2 separate regions of the Pan troglodytes genome follow, and region 2 is linked to region 1. Evidence: chromatin contacts called from public Hi-C data. All regions are on one chromosome and are shown on one strand. The core of a region is the stretch at or near the end of the contact, and the rest is flanking DNA. Distances in the headings are between cores, read along the strand shown. Region 1 holds the start of LOC129137262. Region 2 overlaps BCAR3 (BCAR3 adaptor protein, NSP family member).

Evidence for each region. A called contact is a pair of places that touch in the nucleus more often than the background predicts.
Region 2: a contact with region 1 is called in a Hi-C map of stem cell-derived neural progenitor cells, with 5 times the contacts expected there. The contact joins the enhancer-like site here to the promoter of LOC129137262 in region 1. A contact is called at or near these places in 2 of 7 Hi-C or Micro-C datasets (blood and stem cell-derived neural progenitor cells), 1 of 1 datasets of contacts at active chromatin or transcription factors (stem cell-derived excitatory neurons) and 1 of 1 other capture datasets (stem cell-derived neural stem cells).

Annotation. Positions count from the first base shown.
Region 1 is chr1:137,332,630-137,339,283 of NHGRI_mPanTro3-v2.0_pri, reverse strand. It overlaps LOC129137262, which reads left to right and starts at 3,101. Exons shown (of 2, transcript XM_063799535.1): 1 at 3,101-4,043; 2 at 4,583-5,192. The coding sequence starts at 3,505. The coding sequence ends at 4,616. BCAR3 (BCAR3 adaptor protein, NSP family member) reads right to left here and starts at 4,589. Exons shown (of 14, transcript XM_054667967.2): 1 at 4,210-4,589; 2 at 2,396-2,541. It overlaps MIR760 (microRNA mir-760), which reads left to right and starts at 3,658; the gene lies at 3,658-3,736. TRNAR-UCU (transfer RNA arginine (anticodon UCU)) reads left to right here and starts at 4,392; the gene lies at 4,392-4,476.
Region 2 is chr1:137,546,951-137,553,604 of NHGRI_mPanTro3-v2.0_pri, reverse strand. All of the region lies in intron 5 of BCAR3 (BCAR3 adaptor protein, NSP family member), which reads right to left. Among named protein-coding and RNA genes, the nearest start is that of TRNAC-GCA, 110 kb to the left of the region's middle. Within about 2 kb of position 4,329, at least 4 of the 24 cell types and tissues checked have an H3K27ac peak or open chromatin away from gene starts, as enhancers often do. A contact at or near this core is called in stem cell-derived neural progenitor cells and stem cell-derived neural stem cells, where this site is marked.

The sequences.
Region 1 (6,654 bases), core at 1,852-4,351:
GTGAGGAATTGAAGCTGAAGGTAGATGTCTTCAGTCTGAGAAGCTAAGTGTTCTGTTCGGTAACAGAAATGAAATGTACAGCTGAGTAGGAGTGGGGTAGGGAGCTGCAGAATGTCCCTCCGGTTGCAACAAATTTAGCTGATGCTGTATCTATACTGTCCTTTGTTTCTGCAGGATGTGGGATTTCTTTATTAAGAGCTACTTACTAATATAATAGCAAATATTTGTTACACATTTACCATGTGCCAGAACTGAGACAAGTCCTTGAGAGGATTAACTCTTGCAATTCTCATAACAATTTTATAATTTTTCAGGCAGAGAAGTTAAGGATCATGTCCTGCAAATAAAGGCTGAACCAAGATTTGAATGACAGGGTCCTGACTCCACAGGCTGTACTCTTAACTGCTACTACCACAGTTTTTGTTTGTTTGTTTTTTAAATCTCACCCTTTAAAAATTCCTTTTTAGGTATGTTTTATTAGTAGTATAATAGAGCATCCTTGTTCCTTGGGGGTCCAAACTGAAAAATTTTTACCGGTAGGAATGCCCAGTCACATTATGACACTTTTTCACATGCTACCTTGCTTCATCTGCTTATTGCTTCATATTCATAAATCGTATTTCTCCTAGGAAATTTGGAGTGTCCTTGAAGGTAGGAATTATGTCTTAAACTTTCACTTGGTTCCCACAGTAGGCCTAACTGTATTGTCCCTACTCATTGAATTGAATAAAACTAGTACTCCAGCAACCTTATACCTCTGGAGTAAAGCAAAGCTAGTGCAAATATATACAGTAGAAGTATAGTCCATTTCCAGAGCTTCTGGGAAGGCCAAAATCACTAACCACACAGTAACTTAAAAATAATCCTGCTGGCCAGGCACGGTAGCTCACGCCTCACTTTGGGAGGCCGAAGCAGGCAGGTCACAAGGTCAGGAGTTCAAGACCTGCCTGGACAACATGGTGAAACCCCATCTCCACTAAAAATACAAAAATTAGCCGGGTGTGGTGGCACGTGCCTGTAATCCCAGCTACTTAGGAGGCTGAGGCAGGAGAATCGCTTCAACTCGGGAAATGGAGGTTGCAGTGAGCCGAGATCATGCCATTGCACTCCAGCCTGGGTGACAGAGTGAGACTCTGTCTCAAAATAAAAATAAAAATAAAACACCAACATGAAACCGTATTTAATTTAGGGCTTTGCTGTCCAGCGAACTCAAACTGCAGATGTGCTGCAATCAGCCTAATTGAAAGTGGTTATAACCCATGCTTTGACTCCCTCTGTTGGCAGGAAGAGGTTGCTTTCTCACTTGCGGGAATTCTTAGCTCAGGTTGTATAATGGCTGTTTACTACAGATACAGCCTGAGAAAATTCAGCCAGATTAGAAAAGGGGAAGACAAAACCCACTGAATCTTTCTCCCCAGATGGCAACTAAATACTCTTTTCATTTTTCTTACATGCTAACATTGCTACCTATAAACTGCTTAGTTAATTGTTCAGAGAACCACCACACACCTGACCTTGTTTGGCTGTGACTTTCTTCTTCTTTTTTTTTTTTTTTTTTGGAGATGGGGTCTCATTCTGTCGCCCAGGCTGGAGTGCAGTGGCGCGATCATAGCTCACTGTAACCTCAAGCTCCTGGCCTCAAGTGATCCTCCCGCCTCAGCCTCCAGAAGTGCTGGAATTACAGGCGTGAGTCACTGCACCTGGCCCCAGTCTTCTAATTGCAGGGTATAAGAAGTACAACCTTGATAGCTCACAGAAGGCTGCACAGGGAAAGCCTGGCTTTCCCACACTGTCTGCTAACACTGTATCTCTAATATTTTCCATGATACAGGAATTTTTTTGGCTTCATCTAGTGGAATAAAATATCTAAAATTATTCGTTTGAATCATTAAGTGGAATCAAACACATATACATCTTTCCTTAGCACATTGTTTCTTTCCCAATTCCCCCTTTCCAGAATTTTTATATACGCATCTCAACTGTCACTTAATCACGTCAATGACTCCTCATCATTTGAGATTTGGCTCCAATACCCCAGGCAGAATTCCTCTGTATGGTTTTCCCACAGGCATACAGAGCATCTCTTCTCCCATTCGGCTGTGAGCAACTCCTAAGACCAGTGGAGACCCTGAGATGCCACCAGTGCCTGGCATATTTCAGAATTCAAAAAAGATTTGTTTAAATAAATACAATTTAAAACCATATTCCATTTTAAAGGCTAATTTTATCCATATGAGAATTCTCCCTGCATGCAATGTGAAGACATTTATTTCATTAAAGGGGCATAACAATTTTATATATATATATATATATATATATCATGTTGTCAAGAAACTTTGTTTACATTAGAGTATAATTAAATAGGCCTGGCACCAATCAGGGCTCTGCCACTTACTGTTTGGAGAAGCGATTCACAATTCGCATCCTTGCACGTTCTTCCTAGATGTGCCAAGAATGCAAGACCCTGATCACGCTTTACTTGGGCCATTTCTCAGCGTTGTGTTTGCAGCGAGCAATCTTGAGGGATGAGGTAATGTCTCCCTATGGAACAAAGAGCAGGCTTGCTTACTGCTCACTATAACATGGTGGGTTCCCCAAGCTCAGCATTCCTCTTCTGTAATGCAACCCATCTTGTGTGTAAGCATGCATCTGGGCCTGTGTGCTTCGTTCCTGTGAGAACTGGGGTCCAGGGAGCCAACTCAAAAACGGTGATACTCTGGCTATTGCTTTTGTTGTAATAGTCTTTTATCTCTGACTCAGAAGTCTGGTGTGTTCTGTCAGCATTCATGAAACCGTGAAAGCTAACGTGTTAGTTTGCAAACATAACAAAATATGATTCATCACAGTTCTCCACGCTCACTAGCTGGGCGTCCCTACACGAGTTTTTTAACCTCTCTTAGCTGCAGTTTCCCTTCTTTATATTATAAAGGGGACGGTGGTGTGTATGTACCCGCTCCATAGCTTCGTCTTGGGGTTAAGACTGTAAAATCCCTACCACACTGGACTCTTCCCAGGACTTCCCTTTCCCTCTTTGAACTCTGCCAGAGACTATTCTGCATTTGAGGCCTGGCGATGCTGGGCAGGGGCGGGTATGGGTGAAGCACAGGGTGGGCCGCGGCTGGCGGGTTTGGTGCAGAAACGGGCTGTGGCCAAGCCGAGAAAGCGCGCCCAGCGGCCGCCCTGCGAATCCTCCGTAGGCGGGGCCGGGACTGCTGTGAGCTAATAGGAACGGGGGCCGGGCGTTCGGTCTCGCCGCTGCAGTCGCAGAGCAACCACGCGGCTTTGACCGTCTATTTCAAAGGGCTTCGGGGTCTTGCGGATGGGGATCACTGCGGGCACTGGAAACCTGCCGGCCCCCACCCAGCCGCCTCTCAGATTCGTGGCGACCGCACCCTTCTGGGTAGCGGCGCCAGGCCCTCTGCCGTCCCCACCGCTCGCAGCCACCAGGAAACCCCGCGGCCGCGCTCGAGCGCGCGCCCTCCGACCACATGCACCCGCACACGCATGCTCCCAGCGCTCCCACGCGTGCTGACACCCTCCCGGCTTCCGCCCACGCAGTCGCGGGGCCCGGGCGCGCGGGCTCGGGGCAGCTGCGCGGCGTCCTTGGAGGCAGGTGCTGGGGGCAAGACGAGCTCTCGGAGGATGCTGCGGCGCGGGGCGCGTCGCCCCCCTCAGTCCACCAGAGCCCGGATACCTCAGAAATTCGGCTCTGGGTCTGTGGGGAGCGAAATGCAACCCAAACCCCGTTTTTCCGAACCCCGCGCAAATAAACACGCACAAGCACGCACACAGACGTCGCCGCGACCGGCGCTCGCCGCCGCAGGTCCAGGCCGCCGGCCGGCCGGGCCGCGAGGGAAGAGCCCAGGCCCGAGAGGGGTCGCCGCTTACGTCTCGCAGCCCGAGGGGCGGCCGCTCGGCCTCGGCCGCTCACAGGCGCGACGTAAAGGCCCGGCGTCACCGGCCCGGCTTAACGGTGCAACGGCTGGCCTGGGCCTGCAACTCTGGGGTCCCGGCCGGGCTGGAGCGGCCGCCGGAGAGACCTGGTAGGCGGGGCGCTTGGGGCAGGAAGGGAGCCGGGGAGGGAAAAGCGCGACTGTGATTCGTACGGCTGGGCCCGGACCGTGAAGGGGACCGGGTTGCGGCTGCCCTCATACCGACCAGGTGGGACCGTCGGACTGCGGCCGCCCTTGGCTCAACTGGGTCGCCGACCTTGTTGAGGGGCGACCACTGCGGGGAGACCGAGAGCCTGCGGCCGGCGTTTGAGGCGGATGGCAGTGCCCTGAGCGCGGCGGCTGGGTCTCGGTGACACTGACGACGGGAGGGGCGGTCGGAAGAGCGCGCGGCCGTCGCCTCTGGCTTAACACAGCAGATGCGCTGAGACTCCAACAGGTGGCTCCGTGGCGCAATGGATAGCGCATTGGACTTCTAGAGGCTGAAGGCATTCAAAGGTTCCGGGTTCGAGTCCCGGCGGAGTCGTAACGCTTTTTTCCCTCCCCCCTACAATTTATTTTCTGCCTCCATCATGTCTCTTATTTTTTTTTGCTAAACGGTTTAACTTGTCTCTCATTCCCTGCTCTCGCAGTTCACTGCATTCGGTTCTTGCGGTCCTTTCTTAAGCGGCTCGCAGGGTCCCGAGCCCCTCAGCTCCCCGGGCCTCGGTGGCCCAGGGCCCAGCTCAGCCGACTGGGCAGTCGATCTAGGTCCTGAGAAGAGCGGCAGCGGCGGCGGCGTCGGCGGCGGCGGCGAAGGAAAAGCGACACTGAAGCGAAGGCTCGCGGTTTCGGCCTAAAGGAAAGTGCAGGGGAGTCCCGGGTCTCGGGTGACACCCCCACGCCTTGAGCGGGACTATGGTTGCGAGGGAGGGACGAGAAAACACGCCTACGCCCTGCGTGCGCTGTGCTGACTACCTCTCCAGCATGGAGGCTTCCAGATGAGCAGACACCCGAATCCCAGCGGGAGCCCGTCAAAAATGGAGATTTCTGCCGTCACTCTGGGACTCTTAATTCGGTCCGTCTGGGGTGGGGCCCAGGAATCTGCATTTCTGATAAGGTCACCCGCTCCCCTCCCCCATTATTCCAGTGCAAAGAGGTCCTAGGCCCAGTGCCCATCAGCTCCTCAAGACACGAATTACTATATCTTTTTCTGACAACTGTTAACTTTGTACAAGGTTAGCAAATAAATCCAGGAATGAATGGAATCTTTTTTTTTTTTTTTTTTTTTTTTTTGAGACGGAGTCTCGCTCTGTCGCCCAGGCTGGAGTGCAGTGGCGCGATCTCGGCTCACTGCAAGCTCCGCCTCCCGGGTTCACGCCATTCTCCTGCCTCAGCCTCCCAAGTAGCTGGGACTACAGGCGCCCGCTACCACGCCCGGCTAATTTTTTGTATTTTTAGTAGAGACGGGGTTTCACCGTGTTAGCCAGGATGGTCTCGATCTCCTGACCTCGTGATCCGCCCGCCTCGGCCTCCCAAAGTGCTGGGATTACAGGCGTGAGCCACCGCGCCCGGCCTATGAATGGAATCTTAAAACTCGTAAAACAACAATGAAAGGTAATTCACACAAAAGATACAAAATCCAAAATTGTCAAAAAAGCTACAGGGAAAAGTAAACATCAATGTTATTCCTATAGTCCAGCCTTGCAATTCTCTCCACAAGCCATTAGAGGTAATGGTTTCTTGGAAATATTTTCAGATTTATTTTACGCCCATATCAGCATTTTTAACATCTTTTGTCATAAATATGTCGTAAATAACAATGTTATTGATACATATCCTTTTAAAAACACAATGGTAGTATGCTATACTGGCTTGTTTTACCTATGAATATATGTAGAGCTGCCTTGTTCCATTGTACGTATGTATGGTAATGATTTAACAGTCCCTAATAGCTGGACATTTAGATTGCCAGTATTTTCCTGTTACAAACAATGCATCAGTGAACATCCTTGTTCTTTTATTATTGTACACAAGTACAGGTACATCTATCTGTAGGATAGATTCCTAGAAAGTTGAATTGCTGGTTCAAAGGTTTGTGCGTTCTTAATCTGTACATTTTTAAATATATATTGGCAAATTGCCCCATAGAGATTGTATCCATTTTTCTCTCCTTAGCAATGTGTGAGAGTGCCTGTTTCCCCACAACTCACAAAAGGTGGTTTCTAGCTGTGATTTTAATTCGTCTCTTATATTGATTTTTTAAAATTTGTATTTATATTATTATTATTATTATTATTATTATTTGAGACAGGGTCTTGTTCTGTTGCCCAGACTGGAGTGCAGTGGCACTATCACAGCTCATTGCACCCTCAACCTCCTGGGCTCGAGCAGTGCTTCCACCTCAGCCTCCCAAATAGTTGGAACTACAGGCACATGCCAACACACCCGGCTAATTTTAAAATTTTTTGTAGAGATGGGGGTCACTCTATGTTGTCTAGGCTGGTCTTGAACTCCTGGACTCAAGAAATCCTCCCATCTTGGCCTCCCTAAGTGCTGGGATGACAGACAGGAGCTACTATGCCTGGCCTGTGTCTTTTATTATGAATCAAGATGAGTACCTTTCCATACAGAGAATAATTTGTAATTTTTTTCCTGTGATTTATCTGTTCTTGAGTTGTGTTCATTTTTCTGTGGTATGATGGAAAACAGCCCTTTGTGATAT
Region 2 (6,654 bases), core at 3,080-5,579, 210 kb before region 1:
TCCAGAAAGACTTTCAGTGGCATGTGGGAAGGGAGGTGAGAATACCCTGGTGGTCACAGAAGTGAGTACGGACCGATAAAGCACCCTGGCTGGCCACCTTGCACACACCCGGGTCGTAGCAGGGATGTGGCTGGTAAGAGGAGGGGATAGATAGCCTTGAGGCAAGTAGTAATGCAGTTCCTTATGGCCGCTGGAGCAGCTTTAACCAGCACGGGAACCCCTTCACTCAGTGGGTGGATGGACCTTGTTTGCATGTAATACTTAGGACAGAAAATTGGAAGAGCTACAAGTTTGACTCTCAACAACCCCTCCTCACCACAGACTTCAGAGATGCCTTGAAGAAGCCTGCAGCAGTCACAGACATCGTTTCACCTCACTCACCCCATGTGAAAGGTCCCCAGAAGCCACATTGGTTTTGTTTTTGTTTTTGTTTTTGTTTTGAGATGGAGTCTCACTCTGTCACCCAGGTTGGAGGGCAGTGGCACAATCTCAGCTCACTGCAACCTCCGCCTCCCGGGTTCAAGTGATTCTCCTGCCTCAGCCTCCCGAGTAGCTGGGACTACAGGCACCCGCCACCATGCCTGGCTAATTTTTGTATTTTTAGTAGAGATGGGCTAATTTTTGTATTTTTAGTAGAGACACAGTTTCATCATATTGGCCAGGCTGGCCTTGAATTCCTGACCTTGTGATCCACCCTCCTAGGCCTCCCAAAGTGCTGGGATTACAGGCGTGAGCCACCATGCCAGGCCAGCAGCCAGCACTTCTACAGAGAACTTTTACCATGGTGTCCTATTTCATAGTCACACTAGGAGAGGAGTATTATTATCTCCATTTCACATGTGGGATCAAACAGCTCTTAAAGTTAATGATTAAAACAACAATGAATCAGAATGGCTGGCTCTATCTGGTGTGATGAGGGAAGCACGGAGAACACCTGGTCACCAGAAGTGCTTTATCTTATGCAAATCTGAAAGGCAGACCTCCCTCCAACAGAGGGACAGATACTCTTGGCAACACAGGCAGCAGATCTCATCTGCAATAGTCCATCAGAGGTCCTATTCTGCTCACAGCTGAAAGGAAAGGGCAGGGCTGGGAGAGATGGATGCTGACATCAGAATCTGAGAAGAACCAGGAGGCAACAAAGGCTTGCTGCACAAGAAGGGCTAAGGGCCTTTGTCACATGGAAACACAAACAGTACCCCTTCCTCTACAGGAAGAGGCCAATTCAGAGGGTTCTGTGCATGGAAGGACCTCATTGACTGCCGGCCAGTTTCTTCACTTCCTAACGTGGTCAACTGCCAAGCATAATGCTGTCTGCAGGAGTGACATCCAGAAGGTCAATATTTGCCCTTCCTGGTGCCAAGGTGGGGACAATAAATTCCTTTGCCAGTGGCTCAAAGATTTGGGTACGCCTTGCAGTATATATCCAAATGGGTGGAAGGGCTGGGTGGAGGAAGGGAGAATTACTAGGGAGAGCAGCAGAAACCCATCTGGGTAACTATCCAGGAACACCAGGACTCCCGGTTGGGTCACTTGTGATAAGATGTGGGAATCCATCCAAGGACAAGCTATAGATGGGCTGGGGATCCACAGCCCCTCTGGACATCCCCACCCCCTGCCCATAACTTCTCTGTAACAGCAGCAAATCTGGCAAACTTGGAGGCAATGGGTATCCAGTACATAAACCAGGAGGGAGATAAACTAGGGAAAGATGGGAACAGGACTTGAAAAGATTTTTTTTTTTCCGCAAAACTTAGCATTCATATCTCAACATTTTATACATGTATCCTGAATAGAGATAATAGAAATATAGCAGAATATACTTCTGATCCTAAAAATGTAAGGGGGGGCAATGGTATAGATAGCAGGTGGTGGCTATTATATTTAAAAGCTTTACTGAGTAGCATGTGTATTCATCCTTTTAATGGATGTGTGAGCCAATCAGAATACTGAACACTGAATGGTCCAAGAGTAAGCAGGTGAATGACATGAGACCAAACAGAGTCCTTCCCTGAGACTTTTCAAACTAGGGCTGAGAGAGACATCCCCTTTTCCCCTTGGACCACAAGCTTTAAGAATATAAGCCTAGAGCAGCCCACAGCCAGGCCCTCACTGCATAAAGAAGCTGATGGAAGAGAATGTGGTCAAAGTGCTGAGAGAGGCAGATGCAAGAGACTAAGGTCCTAAAAATGTTTTCCTTCCCAGAAGTAGTCATCAACCCAGGCCACTCCACCCCTGCCCTTCCCAGAGGTAAGTTTCCTAGCTCACACCATCAATTTGGGTTTACAGGCTCACCTTATCAGTGTAAGATTAAAACTTGAGATGGAGATGTAACATATTGTGTCTGGCTCTGTTGGAGATTATGTGTATAAAATGTGATCTCTGTATCTGAGAAACGCTACAAGGAGCCAACATGAACTGATGTTACATGAAAACATGCACATTATACACCCATTAATAATAGGGTTGTACACTCATGTGTCAGCAATGAATGGAAATTAATGGTGTTTTGCAGTCTATTCCAGGGACTTCCATGGAAATAATTGAGTTGCCTTGAGTTTTCAAGGATAACGATACACGAATTTGCCTCTAGGAAGAGGGAGAGGGATTCATGTTGTTGGAATGTACTGTGCCACTGGTGTAGGGGTGAGTTCTGCTCCCACACCCAGCACCTCCCAGCCAGGGGAAAGCACAAACCAACTGCATTCTCAGCCCTGCTTATGTGGCATCAGCACCATCCTCAGCTCCTGGAGGATGTTTCCAAAAGGCTATTCTGCTATGTGGAAGGCCACAGGACCCAATTTAGAGGTACTGGCTGAGACATTCCCTTACTGAGGCCAGGTGAGCTTTTCCCGGTACAGTCACCTGTGAGGGCAACCCTCATGACTTCTTTCCAGGTCAAAGGACAGGACGTTTACATCATCTCCAAATCACATTCCAATCTTCCCAAATGTGCTCCTTAGACAGTCCTTAGGTGGACATGGCCTGGAAGTTTGGGAGCCCCTGCTCTCAGTCTGTGTGGGCCCGTAGGGGTTTCCTTCTCCCCTTGCTATTATTCTACCTACCCCAGTAAGAAGCCCTAGCTCCAACCCTGTCCTCCAGGGTTCAGCTACTGAAGCACTCATTAAAATGACTGGTGCCCTTGTCTGTTGGCCTCATGACCCATGTCTTATTGTCATCATTGGAATGCCTGAACATGATAGGGGCCCACTGAACATTTGGAGATAGCTCAGGGATTCTCAACCTGGGGTCCACAAACACCTGGAACTAAGATGTGCAGTAAGTGTGCATGCATATTTCTAGAGACGTGGCTCTTGTTCATGGTATTTGCAAGAAGGTAGGGGCCCTTCCCTGTCTCTCCAAAAATAGTTCAGAACTGCAGAGGCATGAGGGATGACAGGCCACACAGAAGTCATGCTCCTCACCAGGTGAGCCAGCCTTGCCAGCCTCTGGCTGAATTACGGCTGCTTCCCACTTTGGCCCTAAGAGTCATTTTACGGCCACGCCCGGTGGCTTATGCCTGTAATCCCAGCACTTTGGGAGGCCGAGGAGGGCGGATCACAAGGTCAGGAGATCAAGACCATCCTCACTAACATGGTGAAACCCCATCTCTACTAAAAATACAAAAAAATTAGCCAGGCATGGTGGCGGGCGCCTGTAGTCCCAGTACTCGGGAGGCTGAGGCAGGAGAATGGCGTGAACCCAGGAGGTGGAGCTTGCAATGAGCCAAGATTGCACCACTGCACTCCAGCCTGGGTGACAGAGCAAGACTCCATCTCAAAAATAAAAGAGTCATTTTACTCTCTCAAATTTTGAACTAGCTGGGATTTCAAACTGGGAGACGCTTCCAGAATGCAGTAATTAACTCACACTACCTGTACTCTGTTCAAGTAATCCTGAAACCAGGAGGTAAGGGGACTTGACTCTATTCTGTCAAGGCTTTCATGTAGAGACCATGAGGAGACAGACAGGAGGGCACTGAACCAGGATGGATTCAGCTGGACCACACAGACCCCTTCAAAATACACCCACCTGGGCCTGGTAAAAATAAGAATCCGGCTGAAGACTGGTGGTCACAGGAAACAGTCCATCAGTTTCCTTATTTCTTCTGTACAAAAAGCTCTTTTGAGAGTGTGAATGGGGGCTTTATATAGTAAGTTCTCATCCACAGGCTAATAAATATGTGAAATGGCTTCTCAGACCAGGTTCCTGCAGCCTGGACACTGAGGTCATTCAAGAAACAATTAGATGCCATCTGGAGAGGGCTGGGACTCAAAAGGAAATTGCCTTGAAGGGCCAAACAGCATGTTCTCATTCCCAGGGTCTGACACATCCTTATCTTCATTCACATAAAGGACGGATGGAGCTCAGCCAGCAAATCCACACTGGGAGCATAGAAGGAGCCAAGGCTGCAGCAATTAATAAAAGCTTAAGGATCAGGAGAATGTGCACTTCCAGCCTGCCCCAAGTAAATGGATCCCTGCAACAAATTTCTCCCTCGACTACACTTGCATACTCAGGCAGAGCACCTTGCCATAACCCAGCCTTGGCCTCACCAAGCTTGGGGTTTTCAGAGTTTTAATATAAAGCAATGAGAGGAGAGTTACAATTGCTTCTGGCCTAGTACTTTATAGTATATGATGAGCAACCAGATCTTTACAGTATATCATGACTTGGTTGTGTTACACAGAGTTAGCATTTCCAGAGGTGTCACAATCCACTCCACTGCAAGGAACAGGCCCACAACTGAGAACCCTTACTTCAAGGATTGACTCTCAATTTTTTCCTTACTTTTAAATGAAAATTTAATGTCTTTCCTACATTAAAAACAAGTCTCTTTAAATGTAAATGCAACTGTTGGGCAAGCTGAGCTTAAAAGTAAACTTTGCTAGAGAAATAAATATGGATTTAGATAAACAAGAGGGGATTATTTGTGTTTAAAGTGTTTTTGCAGCTTTTAGTCTCTTAAGTAGCAAAAGACCCTCTGGTACAGTGGTGCTCAAAGTGTGTTCCACAGGCTGATCTACAGGCTGGGGGGTCTTCTGGGGGTCTGAGAGGTCAAAACTTATTTTCATAATAATACAGAGACATTTTTTGCCTGTTTCACTGGGTTGACATTTATACTGGTGGTGCAAAAGCTATGATGGGTGAATTCCTGGTGCCTCAGCACAAAGCAAGGCAGAGGCACCAAACTCTACCAGGGGCCATTGCACTCTTGACTCCCAATGGCTCAAAGAATTGAAGAAAAATAGCCAGTTCCACCTAGAAGTCTTTGATGAAGCAGTGAGAATTACTCACTTTATTAAATATGGGCCCTCGAGTACATGTCTCTTTAGTATTCTATACAATGCAACAGGACATGCACAGAAAACAATTCTGCTGCGTTTCCAAGCACAGAGTTTGTGTGAAGGAAAAGCAACTGTGCAATTGAATCGTGGGCTCAACTAGCTGCTTTTTCGTAGAGCACAATTTTTACTTCAAAGAATGTCTGACAAACTTGGTTATTCAGACTCGGGTATTTATTTGGCAGCCATTTTCTGAAAAACGAACAAAGTGAGCCTGTTACTTCAAGGAAAACAACAGACAGTGTTTGTTGCCAATGATAAAATTCCAGGTTTCAAGTGAAAATTAGAATTTTGGAAAACTTGTATTCACCACATGAGTTTGACAGCTTTCCAATACTTTAATGATTTTTCTGATGTGATCGGTGGTCATATTAATGAATGTGAGTTCTGATATTACATAGTGAAATATGTAACATTTATAAGATCTGCATAACTCGTAAACCAATATTTTTCAAATGGCCAATGCATGATGATATAAACTCATGCATGGGTAAAAGATCCATTCAAATTGCAAGAGAGATCCATTCAAATTGAATTTTAAGGAAATAAAACAAGTTCATTGACAGGATTTCAGAGTCCACATTGCAGTTAACCTTTAAGGAACTACAACTTGTTGAACTCTAGTATCAAAGACCAACAACTATAATGATCTGAAGAGGCTATTAAAATACTCCTCCCTTTCTGAACTGCATACCTGTGCAGGGCCACATTATTTGAGACTTCAACCAAAGTAACACAAAACAACAGAGTGAACACCGAAGCAAATATAAGAATCAAGTTGTGTTCTATCAGACACTAAAGAGATGTGCAAATATGTAAAACAATGTCATTCTTACCACAAATGTACATTCACTGGTATATAATGGGTTTATTCTTATTTTTAAATGAATTACATGAAATGCTCATCAAGTAAAAATAAGTTAAATAAACATTTTTAAATATTCCATTTTAATTTCTAACATGATGAGTATCAATAGCTAGAAGTCACATAACAAAAACTTTTTAGGGTCCTCAATAATTTAAGAAGTCTTGAGACAAAAGAAATTAAGAACTTCTGCTCTAATATTTAAGTTACTTGCTTTACATAATTTTGATTGAGCCATAAGTTTTCAGTATCTTACCTATGGAGTAGACTAAGGGATATAATTGCAGGGGTGTTTTTATTTTTATAAGTAACTATCATAAAAACACTATTAGAAAAAAATTAGAAACTGAGAAAAATGTAAGAAACAACAAATAAAAAAAACTTTCAGTTGCCAAGAAGTTTTATTTTGACCCATTATGTGACACTGAATCATTCTACTCCTAG